Linked DNA regions of Arachis hypogaea: region 2 is linked to region 1. A link is a contact called in public Hi-C data. All regions are on one chromosome and are shown on one strand. Each heading gives the region's core, a stretch centred on a gene start, on an enhancer-like site or on the middle of the called end of the contact. The rest is flanking DNA. Distances are from core to core; before and after follow the strand shown. Region 1 holds the start of LOC112771138. Region 2 holds the start of LOC112771823 (anaphase-promoting complex subunit 6).

Evidence for each region. A called contact is a pair of places that touch in the nucleus more often than the background predicts.
Region 2: a contact with region 1 is called in a Hi-C map of an unstated tissue, with 4 times the contacts expected there. The contact joins the promoter of LOC112771823 here to the promoter of LOC112771138 in region 1. A contact is called at or near these places in 2 of 8 Hi-C or Micro-C datasets (leaf and an unstated tissue).

Annotation. Positions count from the first base shown.
Region 1 is chr18:34,985,180-34,990,186 of arahy.Tifrunner.gnm2.J5K5, reverse strand. LOC112771138 reads left to right here and starts at 2,188. Exons shown (of 2, transcript XM_029294906.1): 1 at 2,188-2,191; 2 at 2,305-4,199. The coding sequence starts at 2,188. The coding sequence ends at 4,199.
Region 2 is chr18:35,232,472-35,237,478 of arahy.Tifrunner.gnm2.J5K5, reverse strand. It overlaps LOC112771823 (anaphase-promoting complex subunit 6), which reads right to left and starts at 2,153. Exons shown (of 18, transcript XM_029295181.2): 1 at 1,875-2,153; 2 at 1,254-1,359; 3 at 276-670. The coding sequence starts at 521.

The DNA of each region.
Region 1 (5,007 bases), core at 939-3,438:
TTGTCTTGATAGTTGCATGAAAGGTGCTTGAGACATAGAAGATTTTTTTATGATTTTTCATTGAAGCACGAATGAGGAAACCACCTTTTTGTGATCTTCTATTGCATTGAGATCTTCTCTTTGTTGTAGTATTTTAACTTTTCCTTCTTGTTTGAAAATGGAAGCTAGCTTTTCATTCTTCTTTATGCCCTAGCTTTAGATCTTTTCTCTTTTTTCTTTTTTGTTTTAGAGATTGCTGTGATAAGAAAGGGAAGAGAGAGAAGAGAGAGTTTGTGGGTTCTATGAAAGTAAAAGAGGATTCAAATATATTTAAATTTGTTTACCTAGTCAGTGACTTTGTTGAAGTGAGATGAGTTTGTGTGTGGTCACCGAATTGAGCTTAGATCTTTATTTGGACCAAATTTAGTTTCCTTCATTTGACTAGAGACTTGATTTATTTCTGATGAAAGAAATTGTGATGGTAACCGTTCAAACTTTGAATTTAAGTATGGAAAGAATAGAGTGAAACAACTGAGTTTGGTATAAGGCCATAGAGTTTAAATGTCTGTGAGCTGATTTATGCTTAATGGACCAATTTTATTTTTCTTGGGTCAAATGGATCAAATGATTTTTTTGCATACTAAACAAAATATATCACACAACCAATTTGATAATAATCCTAATAATATTTGGTCATCACTTTAATCATAATTTAGTTTTCCAATATTCAAAAATAGTCATCGGAACTTGGAAGGAATTAGTTATGATGATCGCTTGAATGCCTTCGTATTTGATTATCATACATTACAAATACAAACCTGATGCACCCTATATATTCATGTAAAATTGAAAAATAAATATTTAACTAATAGTTGGTTATCAAAAAAATTAACAGTACAAGTAATCTTAATAACTTATTTCAAATAAAAGTACACAATTAAATCAAATTAATTATTAGAAATAATTTTCAAGAATTTTGAAAATGTTAGTGATAAAAAGTAGTTATAGTTCATCGTTCGGAATGGTTACTCTTGATTAGCTAAGCAATGCTTTCCATGGAGAGATTATGTGAATTGGGATTGGGTGTGAAAATCTAATATTTCAGAAAAGGCCAAATTTCTCATTTGGCTTTATCTCCATGATGCTCTTCCGACTTAGATCTTTCGGCATATATAAGTGCAGTTTGGCAGTTAATGAGATTTGTCCCAGATGTCACGAAAGGGCGGAATCAGTTGCTCACTACATTAGAGATTGTGCAAAGCTAAGGTGGTATGGAATACTCTTGATCCTTCCTTATTGAAAAATGCTAGTTTAGGTTTCTTTAGAAGCCTGAATTCGAAAGGTTATGCGTGTAAAGAAAGTGGGGGGCATGCCTAAACCCTAAACCCTAAATTATCTAACAAAAAAATAAGAATAAAAAAAATCATCTAATAATCAAATCAAATAAAAAAAGATAACTATAAAAATACAAAAGATAACCTTTGCTTCTCAAAACACACCACGCTACTGCCTTTGCTTTGCTTCTCAAAAAATTAGGTATTTTTTATTTATTTAATTTAATATTATTTTATATTTTATTATTTATTTAATTTAATTTTTTATATGATAAAAATATTATAATATTTAATAAGTATTGATATTATTGTATTTTGATAAATTCATAAAAAAAATTTAATAAATATTATAAATTTTAATATTTATCCTTCTAACTTTTTTTTTTTACATATTTTACAGAATATATATTCAAATTTTTATACAAAATAATGATGAAAAATCAAAGAATTGATGTATTTTTTAAGAGAAAGGCTAATATTCAAGAAGGGGAACATATAACTTCTACAATATTAACACTTGTAGATAGTTCTTCTACTATAATGAATCACGAAGAAAGTGAGATACAACCTCCAAAAATTCAAAGAGTTGCATCTGATGAGTTTGATCTTAATTCTTTGGAACGAGACCCTGGAAAACGGCTTCAAATTTGGCAATATCACCCAAACCAGAGAGATGAAGTTAGACGAGCTTATCTTAAATGGGGTCCATATCAAAAACATCTTGACAATTATCCTCTATCTGGTACGAAGCATCCAAGACGATTTCAATATGCTTGGTTTGGTATTTTTCCTTCATGGTTAGAGTATTCACCTTCTGAAGATGCTGCATATTGTTTATTTTGTTATTTGGTTAGCAAAAAATCCAGTGGACATAATGGGTCAGATATTTTTATTAGTAAAGGGTTTAGAAATTGGAAAAAAGTTAATGATGGAAAGAATTGTGCTTTTCTTAAACATATTGGAGATCCTTGCTCACCACACAATAATGCAGTTGGAGCATGTCTAGATTTATTGAATCAGGCAAGTCACATCCAAAATGTAATTAAGGATCATACTTCTGAGGAAATTCAAAAGAATCGATTGCGTCTAAAATCCTCCATTGATGTAACTCGTTGGCTTACATTTCAAGCTTGTGCTTTCAGAGGCCATGATGAGACTCCTGAATCAAAAAATCGAGGTAATTTTCTTGAAATGATAAAACTCATAACATCTTACAATGATGAAGTTGCAAGAACTGTGTTAGAAAATGCTCCATATAATGCTAAATATACTTCACATCAAATTCAAAAAGAAATCTTGCATATACTCTCAAACAAGGTGAGAAAGTATATTTGTGAAGAAATTGGAGATTCCAAGTTTTGCATTGTAGTAGATGAAGCTCGTGATGAATCCAAAAGAGAACAAATGGCACTTGTTTTGAGATTTGTTGATATACATGGTTTTATTCAAGAGCGTTTTCTTGATCTTGTACATGTCAAAGATACTACATCATTAACTCTAAAACAAGAATTGTGCGGCATTCTTTCTCGGCATGGTCTTGATGTCTCTAATATTCGTGGTCAAGGATATGATGGCGCCAGCAACATGAGAGGAGAATGGAATGGGTTACAAGCATTATTCTTAAAAGATTGTCCTTATGCTTACTATATCCACTGTTTTGCTCACCGATTACAACTTGCATTAGTTGCTGCATCAAGAGAAGTTATTCCTGTACATCAGTTTTTTTCAAAATTGACTTTCATCGTCAATATCATTTGTTCTTCTAGTAAGCGACATGATGAGTTACATGCTGTCAAGACAGATGAAATTGTCCATTTATTAGAGATTGATGAACTTGAAACTGGTAAAGGGGCAAATCAAATTGGTACTTTGAAACGAGCAGGTGATACTCGATGGAGTTCTCATTTCTCTTCTGTTTGCAGTTTGATAAATATGTATGGTACAACGTTGACTGTTTTACAAAAGATTATTGTTGATGGATCAACTTATTCTCAGCGTGGTGATGCAGATAGTGCTTACAATACCCTGACTTCATTTGAGTTTGTATTGATCTTGCATTTGATGAAAGATATGATGGGAATAACTGATATTCTTTGTCAAGCTTTACAAAAGCAGTCTCAAGACATAGTTAATGCTGTGCAACTAGTTCATTCTACAAAAACACTTATCCAAAGCATGAGAGATGACAGATGGGAGGAATTATTAAAAAATGTGAAATCATTTTGTGAGCAACATGATATTCTAATTCCTTATTTAACTGCTTCTTATGTTGCAAGGCAAAGACGCTCGCGTCACCAAAAAGATCATATTACAGTTGAGCATTATTTTAGAGTGGAGATATTTTTAGTCACAATTGATAAGCAATTACAAGAGTTAAATAGCAGATTTAATGATCAAGCAATGGATCTACTAAGTCTGAGCTCTACTCTCATGCCTAAAGATGCTTACAAAAATTTTGACATTGCTAAGATTTCTACTCTTGTTGATAGCTACTATCCCGAAGACTTTACTGAACAAGAGAAGATTAATTTGCCTTTTCAGCTTCAGCATTTTATTCTTGATGTTCGTCAGCATCCAGAAATGAAGAATTTGTCAACTATTCATGAACTGTGTAGATGTTTAGCAGAAACAAAAAAGTCAAAAGTATATTACTTGATTGATAGATTGATTCGTCTGATATTAACTCTTCCAGTTTCTACAGCTACTACAGAGCGATCATTTTCAGCAATGAAAATAATAAAGACAAGGTTAAGAAACAAGATAGAGGACGACTTTCTTGCGAATAATTTGGTTATTTATATTGAGAAAGAAATTGCTGAAAAGTTTAGTTCTGACTCAATTATTGAAGATTTTAAGTCATTAAAAACTCGAAGAGTACCATTATAAATTATTTTATATTTTTTATCTGTAGAATTATTTATTTATTATCTTATTAGTAACAAACTTAAAGAATAATTATATTTATAAATTTTATTTTGATATAAATATTATTATTAAATTTTTATGTTAAGTTTCTGGCCCCCAAAATTTTGGTTCAAGCTCCGCCACTGAGTTTTTGGTCTTTGAAAGGGTATGGTTTTCTTCACATCCATCAACTTATTGCTCAAACAAGAGAGAGACCTTGTGATGAAAATTCAAGAGCTTGTCATTAACAGGTTGGTTTTCTTCTTCCAACACTACGTGCCTCATTTTTTTTTTTTTTTCGTCTTTCTTTTCCTTTGTCAAGTCACAAAAAATCTATGAATCAATTTCAGAATCTTCTCTGACAAACTCTCTGCATTTCTATATCCACACTCTCAGCTCACGAATGAAGGAAGCAGTAATTAGTAGATTCTACCATCACCATGAATTACAACAAAAATTCTTACAATGTTATTCTCGGTATGTAACATTGTTTATATCTTGTAAAAGCATACAACATTGCATTTAAAATTTAAAGGTTTTCCTTCTCATGAATCAAAACATTATTTTCTAGATCTATATGGCTTACACACACAACACACTAATTATATTAAGTATATACCAAAAATCAATCATCAATCAATCATTGTGTATAGAAATACAAATTTGACTTCCCATAAATAATTTATTATGTTACGGTAAATAAGTTTGATCATTTGTCTACTGTAAATTTGACTATTCTTCTATTATAGGTTTGATTATTCTAGTTACTAATTATTTAGTTGAGAAATAT
Region 2 (5,007 bases), core at 904-3,403, 250 kb before region 1:
CTACTTTAATCAAAATATGAATTATTAAATAATATCAACAAAACTGGCTTGAAAAATTTAACTTTGATAAACTATCAATCCAAACTATCTATTGCCACATGTGCAAAAATATTCAACTTCACACTCACTGCTTCAAAAAGTCTCATATATAGAGGTAGAAGATATCATTACATAATTATACAAACCCCTTTATAATGATGGTATGTCATAAATCATAAATCACAAATAGTCTGTAATTTCATTAAATAGGCGATTTTGGAGGAGAGATAGTTTACAAGGCACTTGGCGGCGAGGTATCGGAATTGGAGATCACGGAGGACAATCTTGGAGGCATTAAGGAGGTGGAAGGCGCGGCGGTAGTGACGGCCAAGGAAGAGCGCCTGTGCCTGCATGTAGATATCAGCAGGGTCATTGGTGAAAGCAGCCACCTTGTCAGCGAAGAAGATGGCCGACGTATAAAGGTGCTTGGTCACACAGTCCCTCACTACTCCACGAAGCCTTTCAATCTCTTCCTCCCTCATTCTTCCAACTATTTGATTCAAATCAATTAGGGTTTGGTATTCACTTTAGCAAAATGAGTGCAACAGAGAGTGTGCTACGTATGTGAAATTGAAATTTGAGGGGGAGCTAAGCTCTTTTCCACTCTTTTGGTATCTATGCTACTCAAAACCTGCATTTGATTGTTAAAGAAATTAAATTTTGATTGCCAATTTAAACATGATATTAAAAGAAAAAAAATTATAAACAATGTTCAAAACAGTAAATACAGAAAGTAACATTTCAAAGAAAGATAACAAGTATATCAATACTCAATACTCTTAATTGTTATTATCCTATTCCGCAACATATGCAAGCTATAATGTACAAATACTTCGTTTCTTCTCAAATATCTGTACCATAGGCGTATCTGCATCATATACTATTAAATTAAACTTCCTAATTGTGACTATAGTTTTGATAAAATGGCCATATTTACATATTCCTATTTGTGCAAAACGGAAGGCCAGACTAGCTAGCATTAATTCTCTTACAAGAAACTAGTATAACTTGGAAAACAACAATGATAAAGCAATGAAGAGATTCTATTAGTTCCTAATAAACAAAACAATTAGATCAAAACTAAGGGTGAATTTTCAGTATTAAGGAATCAACTGTGTCCCTTGAATCTCCAATTCAATTATACCAGTAATCCAAAGAGTTGACTTACTATACAATGAATGAGTGCAGAAATAGAAGGAAAGATGAAGAGGTACCAGAGGGCAGAAAAAGAGTTAGTTTTCTTGTTCCTGCGAGTGTGAGCATGCGCTGACGCTGCGGAAATCCTTTTGCTGGTTCAGATTGCCATTTTCCTTCTCAGTTCTGATAAAGAACATTGACAATTGAGAAAGATTATCAACACAACGCGAGTGAAGAGTGAACATTGACAATTGAGAAAGATGATCAACACAGCAGAGCCACAAAACACACAACAGCACACCAAAACCCACAGCAGCAGCAGCACAGCCAGAAAATTAATAGCAGCACAAAATTAATACTACCAACAGCATTCAGCATTCAGCAACAAACAACATTTGATTTGATTTCCGTTTTTAGCATTCAGCAACAAACATTACAAAACAGCAACAAGTAATCCCTAATCACACTAAACCTGAAATCAATAAAGCTAAACAAAAATTTCAATAATGATTTAATTTCCATTTTTAACAGTAGCAAGAAAATTTCAACAAAAATTTCAGGAATTTAAAAAAGAGCAGCAGCACAAAATCAATTATTTGATTTTCCATTAATCCATTCACAATTTCACATTCAAAAATCAGCAAACAGAGCATAAAAGGAAGAGAAGAACCCGAAGAAGTGAAAGCAGTGCTACTAACCTTCTACGGAGACACGGACGGCGACCGGCGAGACGACGGCGACCGGCGACACGGCGGCGAGCTGCTCCAAGTTCGAGAGAAGCCAGGGAGGACGGGGACAGGGGGAAGGAGGACGCCGAGCTACAAGAGAGGGCCTGGGCTACAAGAGAGGACGCGGAGGCGCCGACAGCACGGACGGCGGCGGCACTGCGGCAGAACCTAGGGTTTTGGTTGGGTGATTTTGAATTTTGATTCAGGTTCAGACGGATAGTGAGTGAGGGGAAGGGGGGATGAGTGAGTGAGGGCTAACGTTGGGTTTTTTCTTTTTAAATAACGAAAACGACGCCGTTTCACAAGAACCGGTCGGTTCCCGGTCCGATCCAACCGACCGGTTCAGAGGAACATTGAGAGAGAGAGCGGGAAAAGAGAGGTACGCATACGCTAACGCTATGGTATTGGTATCAAATCAATGCATCGCTAGGGTTAAAAAAAAAAACAACATGAAATATAATTTAAATTTAAATTATTTATAGTATGATACCCTGAAATATTTCGATTTTGCCAACTAACTTGCCAAACCAAACCAATAATCAAACAATGGACAAAAGTTAGGAGTGGAATATCTACTAATTATTAAGCTGAGAAAAAGTAATTTTTAATATTTTTAAAAAAATAATTATACATAAATTATACGAGAGTAGATTGGTATCCAATTTTTTTAAATATTTTTTATTAAGGATAATCTATTAGAAATAATTATTTTGTTATTTTCATGACTTGAGCCTAAAACTTTTTATGTAAGTTGAAAAAGCTTTTCATGTCAAGTTAATTCTATTATTATTTTTTTAGCATATATTTGATATACTTGTTAAGCTAATTGTAATATTGTACCTATAATATTAAAATTGGACCAAATTGATTGCTTCGATTATAAAATCGATGAATAAGTAATCTAACTAAGGCTCAAATCAAGTGGATAAGGTTTGGATTATTCAATTTTAAATTGAATTGAATGGAAAAGAATTGCCAAATTGAATTGAATTGAATTGAATGGACGCAGGTATTCTGAATTGAATTGAATGAATTGATAATCTATAAATTCTAGACGCAGGTGTTTTAAATTTGATTTTATATATACAATATTTGGTTCATTTAGCATTGTACATTGGTTTCACTTTGACTTATATTTTCAGTTCATTCTATAGGTAGGTGTTCGAATTTGAATTTATATAATGGACAATGTTCGATTCATTTAGTATTATACAATGGCTTTGCTTTAATAATATTTTCGATTTATTCTGTAGTCCAGGTTTGTCGTGGATGAACAATTTGTCCTAAAGGTCGGGATAACTTTCAAGACATTGGAAGAAGCTGGAAAGTTCTACAAAGATTATTCTAAACTTGCCGGTTTTTCTATCAAAATAAGGAACACAATTCGAAAGGGAGATGAGATTAAGAATCAACTAATCGTATGCAGTAGAGAAGGGAAGTGGAAATTCAAGATATCTCCAACTCTGAAGACAAACCCCTCAGTCGAAATAAACTGTCCAGCCAGGATTTACGTACATATATTGAAGGACGTCGATCTTTGGACAATTTCAAAAATTGTTCTGAACCATTCACACCCTTGCTATCTAGACCGAGCAGAGATGCTCAAATAACACAGAGAGCTAAGCATGTTTATGCATCGCACCATTGAAAACAACGAGGAAGTCGGAATCAGACCGAGTATAACACCCTAACTTTTAGCACCTCATGATCATACTAAAACTCTGAGCGCTACTTACCTCTAAACCTTTTTATTATATACTATCTTTATTTAATATTGAACCTTAATACGAACCGAAATTTTAATTAAGAAAACAAAATAGTTTTTACTTTTAATTACTTAACCACGAAGATATATATATATATATATATATATATATATATATATATATATATATATATCCACATAGCATTATATACATATACTTAGTAAAAGAATTTCAATTACAAGTCCTACCCCTCCAAAAACCAAAAGAATAAACGACGAGGGTAAATAAATTCTAACAACTCAACTTGTAAGCATAATCTTCTATGCTGCTGTAGCTCCACACTAAACATTGGCACTTGTAGCTGAAAATGGTGGAAATAGGGGGTAAGAATTGGGGAGTTCTTAGTAGGATCGGAGTTAGAAATTTAGTTCATTTTATATATATACTTGGTCAGCAATAACAGTCAGCAAGGGACAATCCAATTCAACAATTATAGAACACAGAATTCAAACAGCAATTAGCACACCCACAATCACATAAATACACTCACAAACAAATATGCACAAACACGTATGATGCATGTCTATTCCTAACGCAAGCCATGAGCTCATGTGTCGGTTGCCTACCCGCTTCTGACATTACCCAGACACGAGTCCCAGGTATGGCTTTCCAGATGCATACAGTATGCATATAGGTAGTGTTTGTTTAGTGTTCATGTCCATCAAAGACATGGACACGGGAGTACATGTGTGTTGTTTGTTTTGTGAGACACAAAAAAAGAGAGAGAGACGGTTACACACAAGAGTATATAAAATACGTGTATTTTGTGTCTCTCCCAAATCATGAGACACGAATTTTCATCCTGAGACATAAATTAAACTACAATTTTGGACAAATTTATCCTTAGTATTTTTTGAAAATTTCAGATTTATCCAAACCATTTGGCCCTTCTCTTCTCCTCCATCAGCACCTCAACCCCCTTCTTCTTCTTTCCAGATCTTCTTCCTTCCTTCTTTCTTTCTTTCTTTTTCTTCTTTTTTTCTTCTTCTTCTCTCTCTTAGAAGTCAGACCACTGTCTCGTCTCCGGCCTTCCTCAATCTCCTTGCCACCATTGCTAGCCGCATCCCTCACTTGGAACTCCGCCGACTCAACCTCTCCTCTCACCATTGTGTTGTCTCTCTTCTGCCTCTTGCCTCTGCGCTTCTGCATCTCGCCGTGCCTCCTTCCCTCCTTGTCACAGGTCTCACCGCATCGCCCTCTCTCACCGTTTCGGACTCGCCGTCAATGTGGGTGCTGCAGTTGTTCTATCTATTTCAACTTTATCTCAAAGGTTTTTTCTTTTTTAGATAATAATATTTGAACACAGATTTGGTTATTTGAGTTTAGTTTGACTGTTA